Linked DNA regions of Mus musculus: region 1 is linked to region 2. Evidence: chromatin contacts called from public HiChIP or PLAC-seq data. All regions are on one chromosome and are shown on one strand. Each heading gives the region's core, a stretch centred on a gene start, on an enhancer-like site or on the middle of the called end of the contact. The rest is flanking DNA. Distances are from core to core; before and after follow the strand shown.

Evidence for each region. HiChIP or PLAC-seq counts read pairs in DNA pulled down with a chosen protein or histone mark.
Region 1: a contact with region 2 is called in an H3K27ac HiChIP or PLAC-seq map of extraembryonic endoderm stem cells, with 15 times the contacts expected there. The contact joins two enhancer-like sites. A contact is called at or near these places in 6 of 115 datasets of contacts at active chromatin or transcription factors (astrocytes, embryonic stem cells, extraembryonic endoderm stem cells and 2 more) and 1 of 9 other capture datasets (embryonic stem cells).

Annotation. Positions count from the first base shown.
Region 1 is chr13:44,938,187-44,944,613 of GRCm38.p6, forward strand. The region is part of intron 7 of Dtnbp1 (dystrobrevin binding protein 1); the gene reads right to left. Among named protein-coding and RNA genes, the nearest start is that of Dtnbp1, 61 kb to the right of the region's middle. Within about 2 kb of position 1,640, at least 86 of the 459 cell types and tissues checked have an H3K27ac peak or open chromatin away from gene starts, as enhancers often do. A contact at or near this core is called in extraembryonic endoderm stem cells, where this site is marked.
Region 2 is chr13:43,905,134-43,911,567 of GRCm38.p6, forward strand. No RefSeq gene overlaps it. Among named protein-coding and RNA genes, the nearest start is that of Gm23117, 36 kb to the left of the region's middle. Within about 2 kb of position 3,353, at least 54 of the 459 cell types and tissues checked have an H3K27ac peak or open chromatin away from gene starts, as enhancers often do. A contact at or near this core is called in extraembryonic endoderm stem cells, where this site is marked.

The DNA of each region.
Region 1 (6,427 bases), core at 390-2,889, 1.0 Mb after region 2:
GGGAAGCAAGCCAGCCCTGGAGAGGTCTAAAATGACTTGCTGTGTGGAGGTTTGGAAGCAGCTCCTCCTTTCCTAGTGGATGGGGTAGAAGCCACAGACACTGTTATGATCTAACCCACTTACCATCTTGAGAGATTTCAAACAATCAGGCTCGACTGTTCTAATTCCTGCAGGCCGAAGCTGACTGTATTTCTTGAGCCTGGTCAACAGCCTCCTAAACAGCAATGATCTTTCCCCAAACTATGCACACTTTTCTTGTTGTTGATGTTAAGGCTGATGTCAAACTCATGGCAATACCCCTGCCTCAGCCTTCCACATGCTTGGATTACAGATATGAGCTACCAGAGCTGGCTTTTGACCCACTTCTGTTCTGGAAGGCAGAGTGGAGCCACTCTGGTCATACTCTCTGTCTATGGCTAATTTAGCAGAGATGGTTCCATGCAGTACTTCCAGGAGCAGTACTGTGCTCCAGCCTAAGAACTGCACCCAGATAGGCAAACGAGGCGTTTCACCCACACACTGTATTCGCCCCTCTCTGAGCTAAAACACTACTCCCTCACACAGCTTTCTATGACCTCCCATCCAAATGGAACCTGACAATTACAAAAACCTCTAAACAGAACAGGAGAGCCTCAGTCTCGAGTGAAGCAGAGTTCTAGGATATGGAAAGAAGGCAGATTAAAAAAAAAAAATTAAAAGAAACTGTCAAAATGAAAACACTTGAAGCTAAGCACTGTGGTTCATGCCAGTAATCCCAGATTCAGGAAGCAGAGATAGAGAGAGGTATAACAAGTTTGAAGCCAACATACTTTACATAGAAAGTACACACCAACCAAGCCTACCTAGAGAGATTTTACCTCAAAACTAATCAACCAACCAAAACCTCCATCAAAACAAAAGGTCTTATTTATACTTCAAAATGCACTGAAAATCCCTATACAAGAAAAATATTGGCAAACTAAAGAACTAGTCTGCCTCTGTCTTAGGCTTAAAAGCCATCTTACAGTAAAGACAAACTAGGCTCACTGCTGTTTGTGATGAAACTTCTGTTTCTCAAGGACTGGGCTATGCCCACCTGTAACCTTAACTACACATGGTATTCAACTGTCTGTTCCAGGAATGGCAGGCAGGCCTTTGTTTCAAAGGGTTAACCACCATCTTGCAGCTCTACCTTTGTTTTGAAAGGGTTGGTATGGCTACCTTGTTATGACTGCCTGCGGTTAGGGCAGTCTTTGTTTCAGGGGCTGTCATAACTGACTTGCTATGCTTATTTTCTGCTTCTGTAACCCCACCTATTTTGCCCGCCAAATCCTCCATTTGGAAATTCCTGACCACTGAGTCATAAGAGCTTTGTCTTCCTCATACCCAAGGCTGACCTCTAGAACCCCGCCCTAGGAGGAGGCTGTCTTGTACACGCCTAAAACAAGCTTGCTTTAATTATTTGCCTGCTTTAATTAATTTGGACAAGATGATTTGAGCTGGTGGTCTTTCTCCTCCCATCTTTGGAATTAAATAAATCATATATATCCAGATCCAAAACTGGTATAGTAAATGAACAGTTGCTTTTGCATTGCTGTAAGGAAAACACTCTCCCAGGACAGTCATGGGAGAAGGGTGTGTCTGCTCACATTCTCTGAGGAAACAGCCCCCGCACGATGAAGAAGCTGCGTCCCCGGAGAAGCTCAGTGCACAATAGTAGAGCAACAGTAGAGCATGCAGCAGTGACTTCTTCACAGAATGGACCAGGAATTAGAAACTGTGGGAAGGCTCAGACCAGGAGGCAGAGACTGGCTGCCTTGTGGAACAAGGATATCATGGTTGGAAGTAAAATGTCCCCACAGGGTTTGAACACTAATTCCCAGTTGGTGGCTGTTTTGAGAGTTTGGAAAGGCTTTTGAAATGGGGCCTACTTAGAAGTGACCTCTGGAAGATGGTTTTTGTTTGTTTGTTTGTTTGTTTTCTAAAGCATTATCACATGCATACAGAGCACCTAAGAGCCCAGAAGAGAGCATAAAATTACTTAGAAGTGGAATTAGCTGCCTTGTGGGTGTGGGAAATTGAACCTGAGTCCCCCGGAAGAGCAGTAAATGCTCCTAAGAGGTGGACCATTTCTCCAGCCCTTGGGAATGGGGTCTTAATGGTAGTAACTATTCTAGTCTACCCCCAACTTGCTGCTTCCTGCCTGTCACCACAGATCCAACTGAACTAACTCACTGGGATGTTTTCCCTGGCAAACAGCCTTATTTATTTATTTATTTATTTATTTTTGAACAATGAACCAAAATAAATCCTTCCTGAACTGAAGTTGATTCTCTCAGAGACACTGGCACTGATGAGAAAGTATTAACACGGAGCATTAGTCTCAAAGGCTTATCACCAGTGACTTGGCCTTGCCAGCCTTCGTATTGTTAGCATTGTAAACGCCCAATAGCAGTGGTGATTAGTCAGCCATCCACATCAGAGCTATCACACACTCACTCTTGTGGCTCTAGTCTAAGAAGGCAGGTAAAGGCTCAGGGACAGCTCCCTAAGAGAGCACTTCCTGAGCATGTGGTATCCTTGGTCAAACCCCAGCAGTGCAAAACCAGAACAAATCACACTACCCCGTGCAGACCCGGAGAGGCAGAAGCTGCAACTGCACCACACTGCTAGCAGGGATGCAAAGTGTCAGTGCCGTCCTGGGAAAATCAGCGACTTCTCTAAGGAGTGGTAAGCAAACCTCAGCACACACCTCAGCAACGTCTATCCTAAGATCTACCCACGATAAATGAAGATCTCCATAGTTTATGTTTTCTTTTTTAAAGGTTTATTTATTATTACATGTAAGCACACTATAGCTGTCTTCAGACACACCAGAAGAAGGCGTCAGATCTCATAGATCTCATTACAGATGGCTGGGAGCCACCATGTGGTTGCTGGGATTTGAACTCAGGAACTTTGGAAAAGCAGTCAGGGCTCTTAACCGCTGAGCCATCTCTCCAGTCCGATAGTTTATGTTTATAGTAATGTTACTCACAAAAGGAAATGAAGTACCAGGTAACTGTCGGAATATACATCTATCTCCACACAAATGTAAACAAAAGAAGCCAAGTGAACATATATAATATGTGCCATTTACATGAAATAACCAGAAAAATCTACAGACAAAAAACTGATTATGTTTGTCTAAAGTTGCAATTACAAACAGAAAGGCATCTTTGGAGATATTGTTCTATAGCAATAACAACTTGTAAAATGCATTAGAATGTTCAAGTATACACTGAAAGGTAATTGTATAATCTTGCTGCTATACTCAATGAACTGTTGAAGACCCACAATCTAACAGGACTCTGCACTGCCCTGGTGGTGAAGCGCCAGCACATTAAACACTCAGAAGAGAAATACACAACACTCTGCTTCCTTCCTTTCCAAGAGGAACGATGGAGCAGAAAGAGCCTAGGCTCTGGGGTCAGGACCATAACCATGCTTGGCTGTCTGCTTCAACACAGACTAGAAGGTGTCATGTTAACAACTTGCGTACAATGTGGCAAATGTCTCGTGCAGGAATATCCACGAAGGCAGGGGATGCAGGACGGTCACTCTCAGTCCCATCGTCTTTGAAGTGGGTCACAGACCTCCAGAGATCTATCAGGAGTCCCTGTCCCAGTCTCCCTACCCAAAGAAAGGATACTATGGTATAAATCTGCCTAACACTGGTGTGAGAAAACAAAACTTTTGTGCTTTATAATACAAAAGCCTCTGAAGGTAATTAGTAGGGCTCAAAGCCAGATATCTGGAAAAGGAGTAATTGCCAGGGAAACTAAGAAGAAGAAAGCAACCCATCACTCCTTACTTTCCCAGGTTACTTGTCATCAGACAAGAGACTTCAGAGCTCCTTTAACACTGTGCTAATTTTCCAGTTAGAACAAGTATTTTGGTATTGCATCTCCCAAATGCACAAACAACAGAACTGGCAAAGAAGCAATAAAAACGTCTTGCTAGGAGCTGGAAAGATGGCTCAATGGATAAAGCTGTTACCCACACAAGCCTGATGACCCAACCACAGAACCCATTTACAGTCAAGCAGGTGTAGCACCACTTGTAATTCTAGCACTTTGGAGGCAGAGACGGATCCCTAGGGCAAGGTGGCTCGCTGAGTCCGTGAGCTCCAGGTTCCGCAGGAGACCCAGTCTCAGTACAGAAACAAGAATGGATACAGGAAGACACTTGATACCAACTTCAGCTCTCTACCTGCATGAATGTGCACGCACACACACACACACACACACACGTTTACTCAGTATACCAACACAAATAGGAGAATTTCACAAGGCCCCAAGTCCTAAATGAAGAGCTATGAGCAATGAATGGCTACTGAAAAGTGAATCTGTCTTCCCTTGGGATGAGTCTCCATGGGTCATACAAACCCAAGCAGTCAGCCACAAATCCAAGGATGTAAGAGCAACAAGAAACAGGGCTCAGTAGGTTATAGGCATGTACATGTATGTATGTCTACATGTATGTGTAACATCAACTATAGGAAAAAGGGTCACTGGTTTGAGAGGGAGGAGTAGAGGTAATACAAACACAGCACTGGCATCTGAAACGTCAATGTTTAAGAAGGTGTCTGCTCACAAAGGAAAGGGACCGTACTACATCAAGGTTCTATAACCTGGGGGTCACAACAGCTATCTGCCATACACTTTCTCTCTGGACTTTAATTTAGGTCAATGACAAAAACACTTCTCACAAACAAAACAAAAGCCTATTTGGTTCAAGATGACCCAGTAAGTCACACCCACTGTAGCTTTCAGAGTAGCCACTTTCTGCTGTGGCTGTGCCTCCTCCCCTGCTTTGGGAAGAGCACTGCACAGTGAGATAGATGGAGAAGCCAACAGTGTGATGAGGGGGCAGGGGAACGGTCTCCAGTGAGCCAATGGCAGGACAAGCTAGGATGCAGGAGAGGGGCATTTCTAGCTACACTTGGTGGCTCAAATGTAGGCAGCATGCAGCAAGAAGCAAACTTACTCATGGCATTTTGTCAGCCACAGAATGAGAGAACTACAAGGCACTGCTGCAGAGAATAATGTGACTATCCTACATCAGTAACTCGGCAAGACATTTCATGCTATACAGTACACTGTAGCTGGCAGAGCACTGTAAGGTTCCTGCTGACTTCAGCTTGCCACGAGTTAAAAAAGTGAAGAGCTACTGAAAAAGGGTGAACTGGCTTTCTCCTGGGATGAGTCCCCATCCCAGGTATGATGGCACACACCTGTAATCCTATCACTTGGTAGGTGGCGACAAACATACCAGGAGTTCACCTAGGGCTACGTGAGACCCTGTCACAAAACAAACAAGTCAATTCTGTCCCATGATGATCACAGAGTGCTAGTCAGAGAGTGAACTGGCACATTCTCTCTCAACAGCCAGTGGCCAGGGCTGACTTGGTTCCCAGCATCCGTATCAAGGAGCTCACAACTGACTGTTCACTCCAGCTTCTGGGCCTCTTCTGCTGTCCGAGGGCACTGCACTTACACACAAAACCATTCACATCAAAAAGCTAATGGCCAGCACCCACTAACAACACACTGTAAAACCTATAGCTCTGAAACACTCTGTACTCAGAGATGCTTAGCACAGTGTAATTATGATTGGCATAAAGCCAAATTGGCCACCACCCAAATTCCCAAAGGCATAAAAGCAATTTTTAGGTGTTAATAATGTGAGATTATACTTCATAGTTAATCTAGCTGGGTGTGATAGCAGAGGATGATAATCATGATTTAGGTGGCTGATGCAGGAGGATTACAATGAGTTCCAAGACAGGCTGGAATACAATGAGATCCTGTTTTAACAGCAGTAGCAACAATGCTATTTAGCAGAAAAAAAAATGGCTTCAAAACTTTGGCAGTAATCACAATTCTTAAAGATGGTCTCAGACGGGATTCTGGAAAAATTAGAGTGGGTGTAGACAAGACACAAAGCCTCTCCTGTCAGACATTAACCAGGGAAAATTAACTTGGCCCTCAGCAAGGTTTGCAGAGAGCTGTACTGTAAGAGGGCTGCTAAAGTATTTAAATGGGCTCACAGGATGGTTTCTTAAGTGCACCGTGACGGGCTAACCTTTTCTTCACACTGTGGGAAGGAGTATCTGTCTTCTCAATAGGTAATCCTGTACTGACACAGAAGAGAATGCTGGCAGATGTCAGTAGACCCCAGTGTCTCCGGTCATCTCCCCTATTGCAGGGGGACCACTGACCCCTCACAGGGAAGCAACCACAGCTCACAGCCTGTAGACACACAACGGGCAGTCCTGGGCGGGACAGGGACAGAAGAACCAAGGGTTTCTTAGGTCAGTTGGTCGGTGCCTGACTTCTCCCTTCATCTGGAATTCTCCGTGAGCCAGCAGTCTCCTGAGTTAGTGGGAACTCCACAGCTGCTTTCA
Region 2 (6,434 bases), core at 2,103-4,602:
TCAGGTCTTCGGGCTTCTTGTGCCACCTCTGAGCCATCTCTCCAGCTTCAGGAACCACTTTACAGCTTTCTGTAGGATAGGCAGGACAAGATCTTTTTGGTGTTAACTAAGTTTGCTTCTTTTCTATGGCCTCTAGTATGTCAGAGACCTGTGGGAGATGCAAGAGCCCAGGACCAAGAATTCCAGCATGCAAACAGAGCCCCTGAGAATCCCCTGAACCCATTTCTATTGTCCCCTCATTGCTACAGTTTCAAAGATGAGACAGCTCGCTAGGACTCTCCAGAATTTTACCTGCGACTTTCCCCCTGAGCTTCTTATAATAGCTGCAAAGCCAAATTAAAATGCAAAGGGTGCAAAAAAATATATATATATAGTTTTGAAATGTTCTCTTTGTTTATTTTGGTAACATTCACTCCAGGGGTTAAAAAAATAAAAATCAATTCCTTGCTAAATCAAGATACTCCTCTTTCTTCCAGGTTTCATTTTTTACCTCAGGAGGTATGAAGTTTTAAAATGTGTTCCTAGGGCAGGGTTATGTTCCTCTGGATACTGTCATATTATCCCCAGACCTCTGCTGAGAGGTTCTTCTTAGCCTACTGCCTGTCTCCTCACTCCTTTGGTCCACAAATATGTTTCCTAGGTTTCCAAAAGGATGCAAGGCTAGAGGATAGAGATGGAGAAAGGGCTTCTTGGAGGCTGTTTCTTTGCAACAGGCAGGGTAGAATCAGAGGAGTCCCTGGCAGGCCCAGGGACCCTCCCCAGAGCCCATCCCTCACACGCACACCCTGGTTTGTACCATTTCTTTTCCTTTCGGGCTTCCTGGTGAAACTCAAGACTCCTTTCCCTTCCTTCCTCCCCACTTCTGCCTCCCCCACATCCCTCTAGCCCAAGAAAGCTTTAGTTACAGAGTGGAAATGGCCTGGATTTTTCTCCTACAGTGTTTGCTGTCCCCAGTGTCATGCTCCTTCTCCAAACAGTGCCTCATGTGTGGCTGTACAGGGTAAGCTGCTCAGACACAAGGATGTCCACGGGAAGTGATCTGCAACCACAGAGCGCCCACAGGCTTTACAAGGTATTGTGAGACTGCTCGCCTCTCCTTATTCCCCCGCTATAGCTGCCTGTGGGACACAAGACACATGGGCTCAGATGATTTTACAACCCCTGCGTAGGGTCACATACAGATCATCAGGTAAGGTGATGTGACTGTCCTCATCACATGTCCGGAAACAGGTTGTTGTTCTGTTTCGTCTCAAGGCATCAAAGTCAGACCGTGTATAACCAGGACAAGGAGAACAAAAGGCAGCCGCAGCTTTAGTCCTCCCCACCCCAATCTGTGCTTCCCCATCTGAACCCAATGAGCAATGGAAGACGCCCAGCAAACTGAGATGGGGAGGAAGTGGGGGGGGGAGCAGCCCCTGAGAAAGTGAATGAGGTCTTCTATGAAGACAGAATTATGCTGGGGGTGGAGCTAAACCCAGTCCTCTGGTTCTGAATCTTCGTTAACACTTCTAACGGGTCGGCCATGCCCAACTCTTTACAGGGAGGTGGATTCTGGTTACTTAAATAATTTGCTCCTGGGGCACCATAAAACCTTAGACCCGGAGCAGAGCTTAACAATCTAAACTGACTCTTTCTTCTGTTGCTATCGGAGTCTGTCTCCGTGCCAGCAACAAATGCAGGTTCTTGGGCCCCCCTGCCTCAGACTTAACTGAATTCCGTGCAGACCAAATTTATTCTTTTTCTAAATTGGAACTCAGCGACTGGTACCCCCAAATGCCTAAAAGGCCAGATGTTTAACACAGAATTTAAGGTGCCTGGCCTTCCGTTGTCTCCACCCATCTCTAACAGAAAGAGATTTTCTACAAAGGCCCCACATCCTCCCAAGATCCCATCTGCCCACAGAGAAGCAGAGTGCCCTCTCAGGCTGCACACACAGCTCTATTAACCAGAGAAAACGCAGCTCAGATCCCAGGAAGATGGCTGAGATTGGTGAACACACCTGGGTGGACTTTTCATCACAAGCCATAGTTTGGTCTATAGAGAATCTTTCCCAAACCACTGTCTCGCATCCAGGCCAAATAGACTGTCACAGGCCACAGAATACTCTCTAATGCACACTACTGGGTTTCCCTGAAAGCCATTTACTATTTTTCTACAAACTTTCTGCGTTTCCCCACTCCGCCCATCTATTCTCCAAGAGGAGTTCTTCAGTTTCCATCTACTCTCCAAGAGGAGTTCTTCAGTTTCCAAATCACGGTTAGCGCTTCCCTGCCTGTAATAAATGCATGAATCTTTCCACGGCTTCCTTCTTTTTAGTTGAGACTAGCAATTCTTCAAAGAGTGGAAGGGAGTTCCCCTTCAGTTCTACGACCTCATACATGATCCTCTACGGGCTCTACGTGAGTGTTTCTATTTCCAAGGAGCTGGGTTGCAGAAACAGGCAGCTGGCTATGAGCCCTAACAATTGGATGTGTCCTTGTGTCAGTGAGATTAATCTAACTTCAGCGACTTCCACCTGCTGGCCTTGGCTCCATCCTGTGACTACAATTCAGAGTTATAGCTGACTCGGGATCCCTGGAAATTGGGCTAATTATCCCCATGTAGGAGTTTGGTAAAAACTGAATACAAGAGGCTAAACCGGGAGGGAGGCCAGCGCTTCACATTTTCCTTTCAACCAAATAAAACAGCAAGATTAAGGGCTGTCCCCGGCATTTGTGAGATTATGATAAATATCAGTGTTAATAACAATAGTGACAGTAATAATTACCCACGGCTTGATTTGGATGCAGGTCAAGAAACCATCCGGATCAAATTACACATAAGAAAAATATGTGTGTTCGGGGTTGGGAATGTTCTCAAAAGAGGAAGAAAAATGGTCACCGTGAAGCAATTTACCTTCTAGTGGGAAACAACTGCGCCTTCGCATTCCAAATGGATCATGAGAGATAAAAAGAAAGGCTCTCCTGGCTGGATACCATGTACTGAAGCCTCCCTCAGCTTTCTGACGTGGTGTGACTAAGGTAGGAAGGACTCTTGAGGCAGACAGCAGTCATCTGTCTTGGCCACCCCGCAGCACTTTCGGTTGAGTATGCTTGTTTAGCCAGAATTGACCAGTAGAGATCTTTCCTGTCGGTTTCTGGCAGACTTTTGGTGGACAAGATGAGGGAGAGTGTGGCATTCCTATAACGGGCTCATAGATGCTACTCTTGCTAGAAATCATGGCATCTACGCTGTAGACCCTCGCTTTGGCCTAAGAGCGATTAAATTCTGACACAGCTGTTTACATCGGTGTCTGTCTCCTTCTGGCTCTGGCTCAGACTCCAGCAAGGCTCAGCATAGGCGTGTTAATCTCCTTAGGGAGTGTCTACTTAACCTTTATCTTTCCCCTTCAAGGCTGAAGAACCAAGATAAGCCTTTGTCCTCTTCCGGATTCTCGGAAGAGCGAAGCCTTGCAGGATAGAGCCACCTTGGGCCTCAGGCTCCTCCGACTCCCTGTGGCTAGGCTGCAATCTGGAGCTTAAATACTCTTCTCTGAAGAACCAGTGTGGTGTCCCTTCAAGCACTAAGGACTTTTGGGGATCACCTTACAGAACTAGTGCTGAAAAAATGATTAACCCTTTCTTGAGCACCACTTGCCTTTTGCCCCAATTCATCCTCTATTTAACCCAAGAAGCTCAGGTCTATACCCTGAAGGCGAAGTTGGGGGAAGGGAGACCCCTTTATTCATTTCTCTTCTTGTTGACCGGCTAAATTTCTTCTTCGTTTTTCCTCCGTTATTTCACTCTCTAACTGGCATTGGGTCTGGTGGCTGAGCCTAGCCTCTTGTGGCTGGTAAGAGTCTGTGCACTGGAAGCATCCCACAGCAGATTCCTTCCGCAGACAGGCAGGGAGTCAGTGGCCTTTGGCCCTGGCTACAGCCTCTCCTTGCTCTGCAGTCTCTTGTCATCTAGCAGCAAGGCACAGGCTTCTCCTGGCATCACCAGGGTTCTCACAAGTGATTTTTTTTTTCCTTCCCCAAATTTGAACCTGGAGAGTGTTTACTTCCTGTCTCACCCCAGGGCCCTGCTGATTTTTCCCATTACTGCAAATTGCTGCTCTCGGTGTTTTGCATTTGTTATTAAGATGTAATCAGGGTTGCCTAACTGATTAACAGCCTCGCCCCTCATCCCCCCCAGCCTCTCACACCTGACTGGGAGGGAAGGCAATGAAGACAGCCTAGGTGGTTGTCAGGGGGCCGGTGGGTTCTTGTAGGCAGCCTGACAGCTGAGAATACCAGGAAGCCACAGGGCTTCTCCATGGATCCCTATTGCAGGGAGAAGAAACCTTGCACCTCTCAAGTTCCTGGGAACCGAGGTGAGTGGGGTTCCTAGGTCCTGTGATGGTATAATGGTGGTGATGCCTGTGCCGACCTGCCCAAAAGAAGCAGAGACCAGACTGAGCCAGGCCTTCTGATGATCAAGCACAGAGCATCTCTTAGGGCAGAGAGGTAAGATGCGGAGCTGAATAAGAAAGGGGAAACGTGGCAGGCAGGTATTCGGCCTGTGCTAGATCACAAGTCAATCAGCTTGGTGGGAAGCAGCTGCCAGTCCTGGTCACCGCAAACCGGAGAACCCTTCTCCCTTGCCTGCTCTGTCTAATCTGACCAGGTCCTCTCTGCTTCTGCCCATGCTTTCAGCCATTAAAGTGAACAGAAGTTTTGGGGGAACATAAAGAACCAACTCCTAGACTACACCTCAATTTCTTAAGGACATCCAACCCCCTGTGACCCCTTTCTCTGACCTCCTTGGGTTTTTTGCTTGTTTGTTTGTTTTGCAATAGTGGGATTAAACCCAAGAGCTTGTTGAATGCAAAGTAATTTAAGCACCACAGTCACGGACACAGAAAGCAAACTGAGACACTACATGTCAAAGGGGACTCGACCCAGCAGCAGCAGCTGTCCCAGCTGGCAAGGGGTCAGGAGGTGAAGATTGCCTGGGAGAGCAGGGAACTTCCAGGCCTCTTCACAGACAAGCTTTTAAAACCCAAGTCAGATCTACAGTCACGGCATGGCTTGCAGTGTGTGATGCTGTTTGGAGCCACCCGGGTTTTGTTAAGTCTCCTGTCCATGCTTCAGGAAGGAAGCAGGGAACCAGGGTACTGACACCGGACTCTGAGAGCATAGCGAGTCCGCTTTCCCTTTTGTTTGGTGAAGCTGATGATAAGGCTATGATTTTCTTTTTTTTTCATATGATAAAAATTTTGGCACCATTTAAAACAGTGGTTCTCAACCTGTGGATCTTGCTCCCCGTGGGGGCTGCATATCCGATAGTTACCTCATGATTCATAACAATAGCAAAATCACAGTTATGAAATAGCCACGAATTAATTTTATGGTTGGGGGGAGGGTAGTGGTCACTACAACATGAGGAACTGTATTAAAATGTCTCAGCACCAGGAAGGTTGAGAATCACTGTTTTAAAGGATCAGAGGATATCTGATTATGGCTAATACTATGATTATATGAGATAATATCTACCTGGGGATTATGGCTGACTTATCCTCACGGAGAGATATAAAAGTGTGTGTTTACATTTAATAATTCCAGTATTGATGAGGGAGGGGCTCATAAGACTCCCCCAAGAGTTCAGGAACTATGAGGGATTGGTGGGGTTCGGGGGAGAGGAGAGCCATTTTTCTTTGGGAGTCTGGCTGCTGGTGAAAGGATTGTGTGCAAAGCGCTGGACTCAGTGTGGACAGCAGCGACAGAGAGGCTATGAAGGTGGGACGGGGCATGACATGAGCATGATACGCTGTATAAATAAATGTGTGCAATTGTCAAGGAGTAAATTAGAAATATATTTAAAGGTTAAGCGACAATTAGAGCGTGAGTATATCACACGGAAGTGCATATCCACAAATGCAGAAGTCTCGGAGAGAGAATGCAAAGGAAGGATGTGACTGTTCACACGGGGATGCTGGGGGGGGGCACTGCTCAGTGACACTCAGAGGTAATAGAGGAGAGGACAGGGTAAAGGGGACAACAGGCTTCCAGCAGTGGAAAATCCACAACACCAGCAGAGGGGCTTAAAAGGAGTGTGTGTGTGTGTGTGTGTGTGTGTGTGTGTGTGTGAGAGAGAGAGAGAGAGAGAGAGAGAGAGAATCAGGAATTTCAAAAAAGATTTAATTTTGACTGTGTGCTTGTGTGAGCATATCCACTTGTATATGGCCCAAGGAGTCCAGTTGACTGAGAACATGAGTGACATATACTCACACAGACCTCTGAAGCTGGAGCTAGAGTTGTTTGTGAGCTGCCTGAGGAGGATTCTGGGAATGGAAATCAGGTTTCCTGGAAGAGCGATATTAACTCTTAACTACTGGGCCATCTCTCCATCCCTGTATTAGAAATTGGATGTGTTATTATAGATCTTATTGTGTCCAAAATGAGATGATATCAC